Linked DNA regions of Mus musculus: region 2 is linked to region 1. Evidence: chromatin contacts called from public HiChIP or PLAC-seq data. All regions are on one chromosome and are shown on one strand. The core of a region is the stretch at or near the end of the contact, and the rest is flanking DNA. Distances in the headings are between cores, read along the strand shown.

Region 1 (7,727 bases), core at 1,698-4,197:
TGCCTCAGCGCAGTTAGAAAACAGAAACCTGGCTTCACTGGGTCAGTCTGAACTGTCAACAATACATTCCTTTTCCCTCTCTCTTGACTTTTGGCAAAATTCCACGAAGATCAGTCAGCCTCAGCTATGCCAAGGCAAACAAAAGGAACAGAACGGCAGGTGTGTGTGTTGGGGGTGGGGGTGGGGGTGGGGGGGGCATGGCATCCAGAAGAGGGTGGAGAGGTGCACGGCTGCCGAGGAGGGGCTGTGTGGGCACTGAAGGAGCAGCAGCTTGCCTGTGCCTGTCCAGGGCCACCCACCCCTCCTTCTCAGCCCCAGTCTAGGGGGCTTGAAATCTTGTCATTCCCCACAAAGCTAATGTCACCCATTAAAGTAAATCAACTAGTTGGCGGTAGAGTTTGCGGACAATCCTGACCCTCTTCCGCTGGCCTGTGGATCCCTTGACAAGCGACTCTGTTCTGTCCAGGGTCCTTGTTTCCTCCCCAGATCCGAACACACTGAGCTTCTAAGGTAGGGTGTGAGCTTTTGCTAGAAGGGAAGGTGGCGATGCTGTAGGGGAGAATCAAGGTCTCGGCTCAGTGGGATCTGCCAGGTCTCCCCCACTTTGTCCCTCTCTACCACTCCTCCCTGGGTCATGCTGATGTGCTAGGTGGTTACCCAGCCAGGAGCTCTGCAGAGCAGCTTCCAGATGAGACCTGTTTCTGGAGGTCTGACCAGACCGTGTCAGCTCACTGGCACGTCTACAGTGAACACTTTAGAGGACACTTAGAACCAATCCTATCCAAAGACGCCGGTACGGCCAACTGACTCCTCAGGGTAGACGATAGCAGGTGGGGACCCAACCTGCTCTAGCCACTAGCCCAGTACCACCCTGGCTGAGCCTTTATCAGGCCTGGTGCTTACAGCTTCTACACACAAAAGGCAGGGCTGGCTATGTGCAAGCTGCCATGCTATGACCCAGGCCACCATGACCAGGTGACCCTAAAACAATAAAAGTGAGCAAATACCTGGACCTTGTGGACCTTTGGGCCTGCCGAATGGTTGGGAAATCTTTTGCCCCTTCAGTCCCTACTGTCCCACCTCCATCAGCTCTGTTGCCTAGTGACCAAAGCATCTTCCCCAGGGTCACTGCACTTACAGGGGTCCCCTCAACACTAAGAGGCCACTGGGTTCACTTGTCCAACAACCCCACCTTCTCAGTCCTCAACTCCCGAGGCCTGTCTCTTTCTCCAAACACCAGGCTCCAACTCCTTCCCAGGCTCAGCATCAATTGTGCATCTAACATCTGCTCTTGGGTTCCCACTGTTGCTCCTACCTCATAAACCCAGGGTTGTTGTACAAAGCTGGAACTACCTCTGTGCCCATGGGTGCTGTCTTAGCCCCAGCCCAGAAACCAGAACTTCTGCTTAATCCTTTCCCATCCCCAACATGGAGACCACACCCTCACCTGCCTGTCGAATAACAGACCAGCATCTCACCCCCTAGACAAAATCACTTGCTCTTTAATTGCTGTTAAGATTCACACCACCTGCTTTGGAGGTGAGGGGGGTAACCCCTGCCCCCTCTTCACTCCACTCCCCAATTACCTGGTCTTTTGCAAAATATTTTAGCCAGGAAAAAAAAAAAAAAAAAAAAAAAAAAAGACCGGAAACCACTGACACAGACAGCCCAAAGCCGGGCTGACTAAGGGTGGCAGGGCTGGGCCAGATAAGTCCACACCACCTCTCCCTTTCTGGGGATGGGGGCCAGGACCTTAAAGTCCTCCCAACCACTACACACCCTCTCAGCCCTGGCTGGGAGGGAGCAAAGGATAGAAAAAACGGACCTGGAGCTGCTCCAGGGAGAGAGGGGCTGGACAGAAAGGATTATGGGGGAGGGGTCCCGTTGTAGGGGTGCCCCCTACCCCAGATCACCACGGGCGCTGCACAGTCACAGGTACGCAGTCACGGTCACAGACACAACCCGAGAGCACCCCCACCCTACCCCACCCCTGCCCACCCCTGGCTTCCCCTACCCTGATATGCCCTCCCCTCGCCCCTACCCACCCCATCCCCATGTTGGGGAACAAAGCAATAAATTACAAGGCCCCTCTCTAGTCACCTCCTGTTCCAATCCTTCTCCCTCTACCCCATGATCGTAAGGGGAAGGACCCAGGCTCTCGGCTCCCCCTGGCTCTTTAGCTTCCATTCATAAGATAGGTAGAGGGGGGATATCTGATTTCCACTCCTCATGGTCCCTTTCACGGAAAGGGTTGGGGACCCCTCCACCTCCATGGGCAGCAGGGGTCCTGCCCCTCGCTGCCCTCCCCCCTCACTGGGCAGTGAGATTAGCATGGAAGGGGTGGGGTCCCCAAGTTGGTCCCAAATCTCAGGGCTAGTCTTCCACGTACTAACCCCTCCCTCTGGCGTGGAGTTGCCCCAGGAGCCAGCCTGGGATTCGGCTCCCGCCACCCGATTGTAGAACGCAGGCAGGATTGGATCTTTTCCCCGCCCCTAGGGGGGGCACAAGCCAGCAAGTCCAAACACCTTGGAGCCCGGAACAGCTGCAAGGGAGTGCCCACCTACAAACACCCAGCAGGTAGACCCAGGGCAATCCAAGTAAGAAAGCTGTGAAGTAGGGGCGTGATGAGCTAGGGTCTCCATGCCTCACTGGGGAGAGGGAGGTGAGTTTGTGTCTCCTGGGAGGCGTGCGGGGCTGTGCCCTCGTGGGGGTAGAAAGTGCTCCCGTGGGGCGGGGTGCGGACTGGAGAGGTGAGTGGGTGCATCTGTCCAACGGTCCACCCGGTGTAGTCGTGCCCGGCCCGCGCGGGGGTGGGGGGTGTCTCTCCCGCTGCTGGGCAACTATACCAGCGCGATCGTGGTGTCCACGCGGCCCAAGCTGGCAGCACTGCTCCGGCGCCTCGGGCTGGGCGTGGCGGTAATGCTGGGGGTGGTGGCCGCGCTGGGCGTGGTGGCCGTGCTGCCGCCCTCTCCCGGGCAGCCGTGCTGGAGAAGGATGTCTGCACACAGCTGGCTGCCAGCCTGGCGGGCATAGAACAGTGCCGTGCGGCCTTGCGCATCGCGGGCCGCCACGTCTGCGCCATACTGCAGGAGGAAAAGGTCGTGTGACCACACACCATCCAGGGGACCTCCACCCACATGTTGCCCACCCGACACCTCCAAGCCCACCTCCAGGCTCCCTTTCCCTACCTCTCCGCTCACGTACCCACAACAGCAGCTGTGTAATGACAACGTGGGCGAGCTCGGCCGCCAAGTGCAGCGGCGAGCGGAGCTGCGGGTCCTCCACGCTGGTGTCGAGCGGCCCATGTCGCGCGTGGGCCAGAAGCAGCAGAACGGCGGCCACGTCCTGGGCCTCCACAGCGGCCCACAGTTGGCGGCCCAGCGGCTCCTCCGTGGTGCCCAGAGGCGCCAGGAACAGCAGCTGCTCATACTTGGCGCGAATCCACGACTCACGCTCCTCCCTGCAGCACCAGGGACCAAGGAAAAGAGTTATAAGGGACCTCTTATCCGGACCTCCCAGGAATCGTACACCCTCACGCTGATCCTCGATCCTTACCGCGAAGAGTCCCGTGTAGGCTTGGCACGGCCTCGAGTGTCGCTCTCCCACACGCGGTTGGCTGTGTCGTTGCCAATGGCCGTCAGCACCAGGGTCAGCTCCCGCGGCCAGTCATCCAAATCCAGTGAACGCACTCGGGACAGGTGTGTGCCCAGGTTCCGGTGGATGCCAGAACACTCGATGCAGATGAGTGCGCCCAGATTCAAACTGGCCCACGTGGGGTCTGAGACAGGATGCAACAGTAAGACAAACACCCCACCATTCAACGAACTGCAGCTAACTCCGTACTCTGGGACCCCACCCTCCAATTCCCTCAGCGGTGCCCTTGCACTTACTGGGAGCTCCACAGTCCACACAGGTCGAGTTTCCCTTTGCGTTGCGGATCGCCTGGATGGCCACAGCTTCGCTTTGGCTGTCAGTGCGCAGCTGCAGAGGAGTTGAAGTTAGCTCTGGCACAGCGTACCTCTGACCCTCCCCCCAGCCTCTCCTGCTAGCCTCCATCCATAGCATCAAATCGGTTACCTTGACCTTGCTGCTCTCACAGCACTGCAGACTGGCCAGGATCTGACTCTCAATGGCCTGAACCCAAGCATCCCGCTCCTCAAAGCTGGCTGCCTCAAAGTGCCACGTCTGACCAGTGCTGGACACGATCAGGAACTCAAAGTTTTCCTCTGAGTGGGTGGATGGAGAGGTCATGAGGGGCAGAGTTCAAGCAGGAGGCCTTCCCCCAAACCCTTCCTCCCTGATGTCCTTGGAGCCCTTAGGAGGGGGACAGTAGAAGGAAGGGGGAGCAGAGGGTGGGAAATAGCAGGAAGCCCGAGCACATGCAGGGAGAGGCAGGGCCCCCCACCCCTCTGCACCCCAGCTGAGCACCCCTCCCGGCTCCCACTTGTTACCTGCTTTATAAATATTTCTTAAACTACCAAAGGATTTTAGTTTCCACATTTTGCGCTTGGCTGGTTTCCCGAAGCGAAGAAGATAGAGACAGAATGAAGAGCAAACAGAAAGAGAGAGAGACCAAGAAGAGAAGGAGGCAGATGGAGAGAGAGACAGACAGACAGTGACAGAGAGTGCCAGAGACAAAGCAGGACAGACAGATGGGGAGAGAAAGCAGAACTGAAGTCAGTGGCCCCGGAGCAGAGTGGAGCGGAAGCCAAGAGCCGTGAGAATAGGCAGGTCTGGAACCTGGGTCCAAGCACCCGGAGGAGGACAGGGCAGGGGGGCAGGGACTGTGACCAGAGAGAAACGTGCTCTCAGTGGGGAAAGGGGTGTCAGAATTTGTGTGGACAGTAGGAAAGGGGGCAAGAGGCTGGGATCGGGACCCTGGGACTTAGAAGTCAGCAGAACAGGGATAGCGGTTGGGGGAGGGGCTTAGGGATCAGTGATGAAGGGCTCTTGGAGGAACCTGCCATTCATAGGTGAGAATGAGAGTAGGGATTGGGGGAGTCAGTAGGGACACTGAGTTCAGGGGCTGCAGAACTAGATGTGGGTGCAGAGGATGGGGTCAGAAGTGTAGACACGGGCAGGGACTAGAGGTCAGGAAAAGAACAGGGCTGGGGACTGGACGGACAAGAGCTGGTTGCTGTCCATCCATCTTTCCACACAGTTATGTGCAGAGGTAATGAGAGTCAAGCACCCAGCTCAGGACTTATCCTGCTCTGCAGGAGCTAGGTCAGGGGTTCGGGTACAGGGGAGGAGGGGGGCCAGAGTGGTAGTGGAACTACCCACCACAGCCTCACCTTCAGCTTGCACAGCCGAGCCTTCAGTCTTAGAAGGCGTGGACAGTTTCTTCCTCCTCTGCTTCTTCACCATGGGCGAAGGTGGGGGTTCCCGACTCAGGGGACTCAGATCTCCAGATGGGGTACAGTCTTAGGAAGGGGGACATGGTGCCTCAGTTGCCCTTCCATAGACTCCCCTATAGTTTGTATCCTGCCCTGAACTAACTGGCATTTTAGGGTATCCCTCCCCAGCTGTCTCTATCTAAGAGGCCTCCCTGGATCATTCCCAAAAAGGCGGGCAGGTGACTGAGCACTTCGAAATTAGATCTGTACTCAGTGATCAAGCATGCTGCTCACTAGCCTCCAACCCTGAGCAAGTTAATCTGAGCCTCGGTTTTTCACTACTAAAATATGGATAATAATCTTGACCGGATACATTGTTGCAAGGAACATTTATCAGTGTTACTTCCTGTTTATATATGTGTGTATGTGTGTGTGTGTGTGTGTGTGTGTGTGTGTGTATATATATATATATATATATATTTCAAACACTGATGGCTGACTATGTGCTGGCCAAAGTCCTCCATCTGTAAACTAACACTTCGAGCAGGTTTCTCAACCTTCCTAATGCTGTAACCCTTTAATACAGTTCCTCATGCTATGGTGACCACTCAGCCATAAAATTACTTTTGTTGCTACTTCATAACTGTAATATTGCTAGTGTCATGAGTCGTAATGTAAATATCTTTGGAGATAGAGGTTGCGACCCACAGGTTAAGAAGCACTGCCTTGGAAACACTTCCTGTAGGATGGAAGCTGAAGTGGGAACAGGTGGAATACCTTGCCCACATGTCAAGTCAAACCAGGAACCTGAGCTCAGGCAGGCAGACTCACTGCATATGAGCTTGGTGCCACTCACCCGACATTCCTGTGGTCCCTCGCTAAACCTCCATCTTACATCACACACACACACACACACACACACACACACACACACACACACATCCCATTTGGATCTGGAAGCCAGTAGATGAAGGGAGATCACACTGACCGGTGCTAAGGGCACGGGCCAAATTCCGGTCTGGCTTCAAGAGGTGCTTGGATGTCTGGTCTGTTGGAAGCTGCAGGGAACTGGGGCTAGGGCTGGGGCTTGGCATGGGAGTAGAGGCTTCTGTGGGAACGAGATGGAATGGAGCTGTCAGTGAACCAGTCTCCCTACCCTCTATCAGCCCCCACCCCACACAGCAGGTGGAGCACCAGCTCCTCCATCTCCCCACTGCTCTCTTCTGTCCCTGCCTCCTTCCCTGCCCCCTTGTCATGGACCCCACTTACCAGGGCCTTCACCCATCTGGACGGTGCTCATATCCTTGACCAACCCGTTGATGCTGGCTGAGGGGCCGAAAGCAGAGATAGCCCTTGGGGGCCGCTTGCCTGGGACTTTGACCGTTGTTCGTAACAAGTCCATCTCTTTGCCATGTGTACTGTGGATGTAGTCCTGTGGAGGTACAGGGCTGAGGTGTGGGTCTCTGGTCTTTTGGCGTACTGAATATTAGGTAATATTATGGGATAGAGAGGAGGCTTGTGAGCTGACTGGGTTGGGAAGAATGTGTAGGAAGTAGTCCTGTCAGACTTGGTCTGGAAACACTCTCTGAATGGCCAGACAGCGACAGGCTCACCCTTAGTACTGTCCCACCAGACTACATTGGGGGCAGTGAATCTGCCTCCCCAGCATAGACAGGTTGTGGGCTCTAAACTTGCTTCATGACCCTAAGAGGCCTGGATTAAAGTCTCCTAGAACTGAGGACTCGTCAGAGACATATAAAGAACTGAGCATACATCAGGGTTTCCCAGTGTGACTGTCTCCGCTACTCACATTAATGCTGGGGTGGTAGAGTAGAAAGCCATTGCTGGACAAGGTCACATATTTCTTCTTCCATTCTTTGTTCAAGGAATTGCCACTTCGTTTTAGCAGGAAGCTCTGGAGAACAGAACAGAAGATGTGTTAGGGAAAAGCCAGTTAAGAACCTTTGAGCCTTTCTTCAGCTCCCGAACCTTTTACCTGTTTGATGGGGATGGCTCGCCCACTCCCTGTTGTCTCTCCCCGGCTGTCTAAGCTCCGCTTCTCAGCATCGCTGCCCCGACGGTTCTGGAATGATAACTGGAATTAGCCAGAGGATGGGGAGCACATAAGATGGCAGGGTAGTGAAGAGGAGGAGCCCAACAGAGAGGTCTGGAGGCTGAGGATGACAGGAAGGCAATGGGACAGAAGGAAAAGGGGTTAGCATGGTCAATACCGCAAAAAGGCTGGTCCGCCGCTTGGCTGCTCTGTGTAAGGACCCTGGGGTACTCAACCCAGCCACCGCAGCTGCCTCAGCTCGGAGCTCCCGGTGTCCAACGTTGGGTGAGGATGGGAGGGAAGAAGAGTAGTCGCTAGTGTGGCCCCCGTTACTAGCC
Region 2 (7,727 bases), core at 3,608-6,107, 1.4 Mb before region 1:
GGTGCTCGCGGACTACGACTCCCAGCATGCTCTGCGGCAGCCGCACTTAACCCTTCAGGGACAGGAGCTGCCCTGAGTCCCGCCCCCCACCTGCCCCTTCCTCGGACCCGGCAAGGTGAGTTTTGAGGGGCTGGGAGGGTCTTTTTCCTCTCTAGGGCTTAGGAGTGAGTGAAAGTGAGGGAAACGGGCGTTTTGTTTAGGAAGGATTCTTTATTTTCCAAAAATGGGACAATTTGCAGTAAAAAGATTCTGACGCCCTTTTGCAAATGGGAGACCCACTGCTACTCTGCGAACTCCAGGGCCTAAGTGGAATGACCAGTCTCTCAGAATGCCATGTAATTCTTCTTTATCCAAGAACAGAGTAGCCAGAACCTCCTAGCTCCCAAACATCATCTTTTCCCTTCATCAGCGCTTCCAGCAAGGTTTGTGACTCAAAGCTCAGCTAAGGTTTTTGATGTGATCCTGACCAATGGTGTGTCCGTGTGGATACCTATGAACTCCTTTGGAGGTCCTGTAACCTTTTGGGTTATTAGGGGGCTCTTTGTCTCCCAGGGCCCCCTCCATGTGTGTGTGTGTGTGTGTGTTCCCTCCATGCTCACTAGGCATTATAGCCTTTTGTTTGATTTGAATAACATTGTCTTGTTGAAAAATGTTCCTTCTTTGGAATTATGTGTGACAGATGTTAAGCCTTGCCTACACTGGAACCCCTAAACCAACATTAGGTATAGAAGTCAGTGGGTAATAACACGCTCGAGTTACTGTGCATAGTTTAAGGTTGGGGGTAGGTGGGGGCCCAGGGATTACAAGTTCTAAGGATACGGGAAAAGACAGAAGGGAGTGCAAAGGCCTCCTCTCACCTTTTACTGTTTCCAGAACAGATTTTAAAACTTCCCACCTGATACCAGCCCCCCACCCCTCTACCCCGACTCCACCCCAAGCCCTTGCTTTGCTTGGGCTTTCCCACGGTCTAAAACTAATGCAAGTTTTTGTTTGTTTTTCTACTTTAGTTTTCTTCTTTCTCCCCTTAGCTCCTATCTCAGAATCACTGGCAAACATCCTATCTTCACCCTGGAGGTTAACAATCCCTATTCTGACAGGTCTCGTGTTTCTTCTCTGTACCCTTAAAGAAAACATTCTATTCAGCTGTAGGAGAGTGGTATCAGAGGGAAGAAAACTTTGGGGGCAGGAGTCCTGAACCATAGGAGGCCAGGGGAGTGAGGGCAGACAGGCATAAGTCTCTTCCCCCTCACCCTTGCCAACTGGCTCCCTGTCCCTGCTGCTGCCCCCGCCCCTTGACATCCCAGACTCCCTGCCTATTTAAACAGAGATGGGTGCCCCCATCAGCACATTGTTCTTTGGCCACCTGACATCATGCCTCCCAAGAAGGATGCTCCCGTGAAGAAACCAGCAGGGCCCTCCATCTCTAAGCCTGCTGCCAAGTCTACACCAGGGACCCCTCTAGCCAAGGCCAAGGCTGAGCCGGCTGCCCCCCAGGCACCTGCAAAATCCCAGGAGCCCCCTGTTGATCTCTCCAAAGTGGTGGTGAGTCCTGGGGAAGTGTGAATCTGGAAGGGATAGTTCAGAGATGCGGTGCAGCCTTGGGTATCCGGGAATATGTGGAAAGGATAGGGAATGAATGAACGCTGGAATGAGGTTGGGGCTCCCAGGTCAGGCCAGTTTCCGAAGTGAAGGGAGAGGGGTGCTGTCTGCCTCTGGCTCTTCTGTTCAACTCAGAAGGCTACATCTCTGAACCCCAGGAGGGGAGACTGAAGAGGGCAGGCTTGTTAGACAATCACAGCTGGGGGCAGGGGTAAATTTAGCCTTTGTTCAGCCCCCAGTTATGTGAGGGATGCAGGACTCGGGGTAGCAGGAGGGAAGGGAACAGGTGGCATGGGATTAACCCTGTTCCCAAGAAACCCTCCCCCTGTAATTCCTCTTGGGATTCTCCCAAGGCCCAGAGCTGGGGACAGGACTGAAGTGGCCCGGCTCCCCGCCTTCATCCCTTTGGGTCCCTCCCCAGAAGTGGCTGCCAGTTGGTTGTGATAGAGAGGGACTGAATAAGCCCTGTCATCTCCTCACCTGCCCTTTTTGTCCCCTACAGATCGAGTTTAACAAGGACCAGCTGGAGGGTGAGGAGAAGCCCATTTCCTAAGCCCCATTGTCAAACCCCAAACTCCTGGTCAGATTCTCTGTTCTAACGACAGTCCTGACCTTGAAACCTCCCACACTTGTCCTGTTCTCCTCCCTCCCATGCCTGGCTCTAGCACATGAATTTCTGAAGCAAACCTCCCTCTCTCTGTTGGTGATGGGGATCCTTGGTCACACTGCCTTCTCCTTACATCTCAGAATTCAGAGAGGCCTTTGAGCTGTTTGACCGAGTAGGTGATGGCAAGATCCTGTACAGCCAGTGTGGGGACCTGATGAGGGCCCTGGGCCAGAACCCTACCAACGCCGAGGTGCTCAAGGTCCTGGGGAACCCCAAAAACGAGGGTGAGAGGAGCCTTGAGTTTTGTGGGGGTTTCTGTTTTCTTCTTGGTGTTGAACGTTGAATACAGGGTTCTGCCTGGGCCATTGAGCTACATTTCTAGCCAGCAACTTTCTCTTCTTCCTCTTTTTCTTCTCTCTCTCTCTCTCTTTCTTTCAAGATAGGATTTCAGTATCCCAGCCAAGAATGACCTTACATTCTGATTCTCCTATCTCCACCTCTTGCTACTGCCCACTAGAGTGGTGGGATTACTCCAGTTTATGTAGTGCTGGGTTGAATCCAGGGCCTCAGGCAAGCCAGGCAAGCCCTTATTACAGAGGTACTGTTTTTTTTTACTTTTTGAGACAGGTGCTCACCAAATTACTCAGGTTGGCCAGGGACCTACAGTTCTATCCCAGCAGCCCCAATCCCCAGTTTTCTTTTTCTTTTTAAATTTTAATTATTATTATTGTTGTTTAGATAGTGTTGTTACTACCACCACTACTACTACTATTACTACTACATAGGGTGTCTCTATATAGCCCTGCTTAGCCTGGAACTCATTGTATAGACCAGGTTGGCCTCAGACTCAAGAGGGACTTCCCCTGCCTCTGAATGCTGGGACTGAAGGTGTGTGGGCTTAGTGGTTCTCTCTTTCTGTTTTGAGTGTGTCCAGCCACTGGGCTACATCCCTGCCTTTCCTTTTTTTTTTTTTTTCCTTTCTGTTGAGACAGTCTTAAGTTGTTCTGGCTGGCTTTGAACTTGCCTGGTAGCTGTAGTTACAAAACTGCACCACCAGGCCTGGCAACAGTTTCAATTTTCAATGACAGAATATTGGTAAGGTGACAGAGGACGCTAGGATGGACCTCAGGACTCAAAAAACGTCAAACACAGGGAAGAGAAACATCCTGAATGCTGAAAGGGATGAAAGTCACAATAGTAGGGTTGGATGGCACTGGATCCCACACCTCAGTTGATCTCTCTCATCTCTATCTAATTGCACTGGATCCCACACCTCAGTTGATCTCTCTCATCTCTATCTAATTGCCAGAGCTGAAGTCCCGACGTGTAGACTTTGAGACGTTCCTGCCCATGCTGCAGGCAGTGGCCAAGAACCGGGACCAAGGCACATATGAGGACTACCTAGAGGGGCTTCGTGTGTTTGACAAAGAGGGCAACGGCAAGGTCATGGGTGCAGAGCTCAGACATGTTCTTACCACTCTCGGTGAGGCAGGGCCCAGAGCTGTGGGGTGGAGAAGTGGGGGGTCCTGGAAGAGCTAAGTAGAGCCTAGAATGGGTTTATGGTCCTGCAGTTATGGGCAGGAGACTCAAGAGGGCCAGCATTGTGGAGACAGATCACCTAGAGGCTAAAGTGTCCAGCTATGAGCCAAGGGCAGGGAATGCAATGTCCCCCTTTGCAAGCCACAATTGTGTTGATTCCATGCAAGTCTCAACCCCGGCAGCTTGTTTCGCTGTCAAGTCAAAGCTTTCACCTGCTCCAAGGCACCGTTGATATGAAAAAGGGCAAGGGTGGGAGGATGAACCACCCTGAGAATGTCTTGGGCTGGTGAGGCAGGGAAGGCGGGGGACTCTAACTGTTTTTGGGTTCAGGAGAGAAGATGACTGAGGAAGAGGTAGAGACTGTTCTGGCAGGCCACGAGGACAGCAACGGCTGCATCAACTATGAGGGTGAGGGGGCAGGATGGCCAGGGAGTAAGGAGACTTGAGGGGGGTGGGAGTACCCTCAGTTACCCGAAGGTCAGTTTCTCAAGTCCTCTCGTCTCCTTTCGTGCAGCCTTCCTGAAGCATATCCTAAGCCTCTGAGCTCCGCAGGTGGCCCTCCAGCCAGCCCCTGGTATCCGCTTGAGAGGCAAGGGTCCTCGATCCACCAGATAGAAGCGCAGGCAGTGCGTCTCCGCGCCCGTCCGTAGCGCAGCCGCCAGGGCTGGACTATTTCCTTCCCCACCCCCCACCCCCTCCCACCCCCACCCCACCCCAGCCCCGACTCCCACCCCACGTAGAACCTGCAGCGACGGAAACTTGCCCCACCTCCTGTGCGGCCAGAAGCGCGTTCCTGCCACTAGGGGGCACTTACAGTTTTGAAATAAAAACATGGTTCCTGCTTCGGTTTCCGACAGTTTTCTTTTGAGAAAGAGGAAGGACGGGAGCGGGTAGTCCTCTCTTCTGCAAAAGCCCAAATCCTCTGCTCTTGGTGCAGCTCGGAAGAAAGGTTTCCGAGAGTCCCAACCCAGGCCCCCCTGCTAGATTCCTGAGCCGAGGTAGGGCGCCCCCCCCCCACCTCATTAATAATGTAGTGATGTCATCTGCATGAGCCCAGACTAGCGTGCCTATTGGATGAAACGGCGGAGGGTGACGTCATGCGCCATGGGACGTACTAAGGCTGGGGTTGGGTAGGGCGTCGGAGCCATTACTGCCGGAAAAGGTCCAGCAGAGCTCAGCAGCCAAGATGGTGGGCCCTGGGAATCGGGAGATCAGGGGGATTTGGGGCAAGGAGAGGACCGCGGGTGGGAGTAGAGAAAGCAGTGGACGTGGGCACGCCCAGGTTTTGGAAGGTTGGCTGTGGGATTGGAATGTCTAGGGCTTTGCCCTGGGAAGCGAATCCTCGGCTTCAAACAGGAGTTTGTAAAGCCGGGATAGAAGCTTGCGGGGTTGGACCTCAGGTAACTGACCAATCCCTTCTTCTCCGAGCAGTGTGACTTCACCGAGGACCAGACCGCAGGTAGGCAGTCTCTGACCCGCAGCTCAGGTCATCCTTACCGAGAGGGACCCCCTTCCTTTAGCATCTATCTTCTGATCCCAACCTGTCACCTCCAGCGCTCCCAGGAGAGTGCCCCGTGGATTTCCTTCTGCTCTAGATCCTCCATTTTCTTTTCTCATTCTTTCTTCCTTCCCCTTCCACTCCAGATCTGAGCCCCAAGCGCTGGGTGAGTTTTAGGTGGTGTGGGTGTGTGAAACAATTTGACTAGTGCCTGTTATGTGTCGGGTCTATTACGCTTGTGGTTTGCTGCTTCTTTTTTTGCCTCTCCTCTGATAACTGTCCCCTCCTTAAGCTTGGATTCTGAGTACTGTAGAGGGCAGTGCCTTGATATTTTGTTAAGATGGGCACTGGAGAGTTTGCTAAGGATGTGGCTTCACCTCTTGGAAGGTCTCCCGGAGGGGAAGGGTGGGAGTGGGAGGCTAGAGTCCAGGCTCTTACTTCCTTATATGGGCAGGACCTAGCCTGGGCGGTGGCAGATTCCTGCGGAGTTGTATAGTAGTGGTGGAGAGCCTAGCCTGCCGCAGCTCAGGGGGTGTGTAAACAGATGGCTACCACCTTAAGGTAAGGGAAAGAAGGTTGCCTGTCTTTATGTGGGGCATTTGAGTTGATAGAAATAGATCCCTAGGAGTAGTCTTGTGTATAGAGGAGGACAAGATATCTGGTTTCTGCAGCATGACTTAAGTTGAATTGGCAGCAGAGCTGTGCAGCAAGCACGGGGCTAATCCCTGGTGCTGCCGTTCTTCTGAATCCTCAGAATTCAAGGAGGCTTTCCAGCTGTTTGACCGAACAGGTGATGGCAAGATCCTGTACAGCCAGTGTGGGGATGTGATGCGGGCCCTGGGCCAGAACCCTACCAACGCCGAGGTGCTCAAGGTCCTAGGGAACCCCAAGAGTGATGGTGAGCATTTCAAGAATGTAGTGGGTTCATGGTTGTTCAGCTAAAGTCATCCCTTTATCTGCATAGGTGCCAAACTTGAGCAAGTTTTGTCTCATCCAGTTCTGATTCCCTCTTCTGGCCGTCCTTGTGTTCCCTACCGTCATGTCCTGAGAACATGTGTGACTTCTCTTGTCTGACACCTCCACCTCCCACATGACAGAGATGAATGTGAAGGTGCTGGACTTTGAGCACTTCCTGCCCATGCTGCAGACCGTGGCCAAGAACAAGGACCAGGGAACCTACGAGGATTATGTTGAAGGCCTTCGTGTGTTTGACAAGGAAGGAAATGGCACCGTCATGGGTGCTGAAATCCGTCATGTCCTAGTCACACTGGGTAAGGGTCTGTGACCTTTCTGGAGCTGAGCTGCCACCTGATATATTTCACCCGTCAGTCACTCAGTTCTAAGAATGTTCCTTCCTCTGCAGGCGAGAAGATGACAGAGGAAGAAGTAGAGATGCTAGTGGCGGGGCATGAGGACAGCAATGGTTGCATCAACTATGAAGGTGAGGGGCAGACCATAAACTGGGGCCTGTGAGGAAATGGTCGTTCAGGAGATGTTAAAGAGGCATTGTATTCCTAGACTTGGTTCCAGAAGGGAGTCGGGAGTCAAAGGGGCAAGCAAGGCTCAGTCCAGCCTGGGAGGGAACTGTTGGGGAGACAGCAGTAAAGGGGGGGGTGATGGAGGACGGAGGGTGGGCTAGGAATGGGACGTAAACAGAATGTCTGTTCCACTGCCTGACCCCTTCACCCCATGTCTGTGTCTTGTCTTCACCATTAATGTCTCTTCCTTCCTGCAGCATTTGTGAGGCATATCCTGTCGGGGTGACGGGCCCATGGGGCGGGTACGGCTCCTCCCAGCCTCTCCTCTAGTTATCTCCCTAGTGTTTTTTTTTCCTTCCCAACCTGTGCTCTAGCCTCTGGCCATACCCTACTACCATCTGCCTTACTCCTGGCATGACTCTGCATGGAGCTGGCTTGGGAGGGGAGAAATTCCTCAATGAGGAATGCAGTTTGGGGGTGTGGTACCTCCTCTCCTAGAATGGTCTCTGAGATTTGACTTACAGGGGTCTTGGTGCTGGTGTCTGGGAACGCTCACCAGCTTGTAGGGAAGGCTGGTCTGATGGTGATTCTAGAGTTGGCGGGGGCAGGGTTGAGCTAACTGCCCCATTCTGCTGCTAAAACAAAAGTCCTTTTTCCATCCCTCTACTGGACAGCGTGGAGGTACCCTAACCCAAAGCTGACCTCTCCTCCTGCCAGTGGCTGACCATAACTGTAGGTGTAGCTGAGAACTTTTCTGCCTCTGCTATGTTCTTGCTATTTAGATTGGGGGTGGGGGCTAACAGCCAGTGGGAGGGGAACCAGGGACAGAGAGAACTGGCCACTCTGAGTGGCTCTTTTGAAAACTGACCCAAGGTTGGTTGCTATGGGCATGTTCCCTCCTGCCACCTTCATGGTCTCGTGGTCTCCTGGCCCATGGGTACCCCTCCCCAGCCCTCTCCTCGGCTGACTCCGCCTCTCTTCTCCACAGAGCTTGTCCGGATGGTGC

The links. HiChIP or PLAC-seq counts read pairs in DNA pulled down with a chosen protein or histone mark.
Region 2: a contact with region 1 is called in an HNF4G HiChIP or PLAC-seq map of pancreatic cancer cells. The contact joins the promoter of Myl6 here to the enhancer-like site in region 1. A contact is called at or near these places in 4 of 39 promoter capture datasets (embryonic stem cells, hippocampal neurons, liver and 1 more) and 5 of 115 datasets of contacts at active chromatin or transcription factors (differentiating embryonic stem cells, effector CD8 T cells, memory CD8 T cells and 2 more).

Annotation. Positions count from the first base shown.
Region 1 is chr10:127,086,926-127,094,652 of GRCm38.p6, reverse strand. Agap2 (ArfGAP with GTPase domain, ankyrin repeat and PH domain 2) reads right to left here. Exons shown (of 19, transcript NM_001033263.5): 8 at 7,568-7,726; 9 at 7,333-7,419; 10 at 7,147-7,251; 11 at 6,606-6,768; 12 at 6,325-6,444; 13 at 5,295-5,423; 14 at 4,452-4,511; 15 at 4,078-4,226; 16 at 3,891-3,981; 17 at 3,556-3,778; 18 at 3,205-3,460; 19 at 1,483-3,083. The coding sequence ends at 2,841. It overlaps Os9 (amplified in osteosarcoma), which reads left to right. Exons shown (of 15, transcript NM_001171026.1): 15 at 1-394. Among named protein-coding and RNA genes, the nearest start is that of Agap2, 12 kb to the right of the region's middle. Within about 2 kb of position 2,947, at least 45 of the 459 cell types and tissues checked have an H3K27ac peak or open chromatin away from gene starts, as enhancers often do. A contact at or near this core is called in pancreatic cancer cells, where this site is marked.
Region 2 is chr10:128,491,016-128,498,742 of GRCm38.p6, reverse strand. Myl6 (myosin, light polypeptide 6, alkali, smooth muscle and non-muscle) reads left to right here and starts at 4,857. Exons shown (of 7, transcript NM_001317218.1): 1 at 4,857-4,934; 2 at 5,177-5,204; 3 at 5,998-6,141; 4 at 6,341-6,514; 5 at 6,607-6,684; 6 at 6,979-7,023; 7 at 7,710-7,727. The coding sequence starts at 4,932. The coding sequence ends at 7,007. Myl6b (myosin, light polypeptide 6B) reads left to right here and starts at 58. Exons shown (of 7, transcript NM_172259.1): 1 at 58-115; 2 at 1,326-1,542; 3 at 2,102-2,129; 4 at 2,347-2,490; 5 at 3,516-3,689; 6 at 4,076-4,153; 7 at 4,260-4,586. The coding sequence starts at 1,372. The coding sequence ends at 4,288.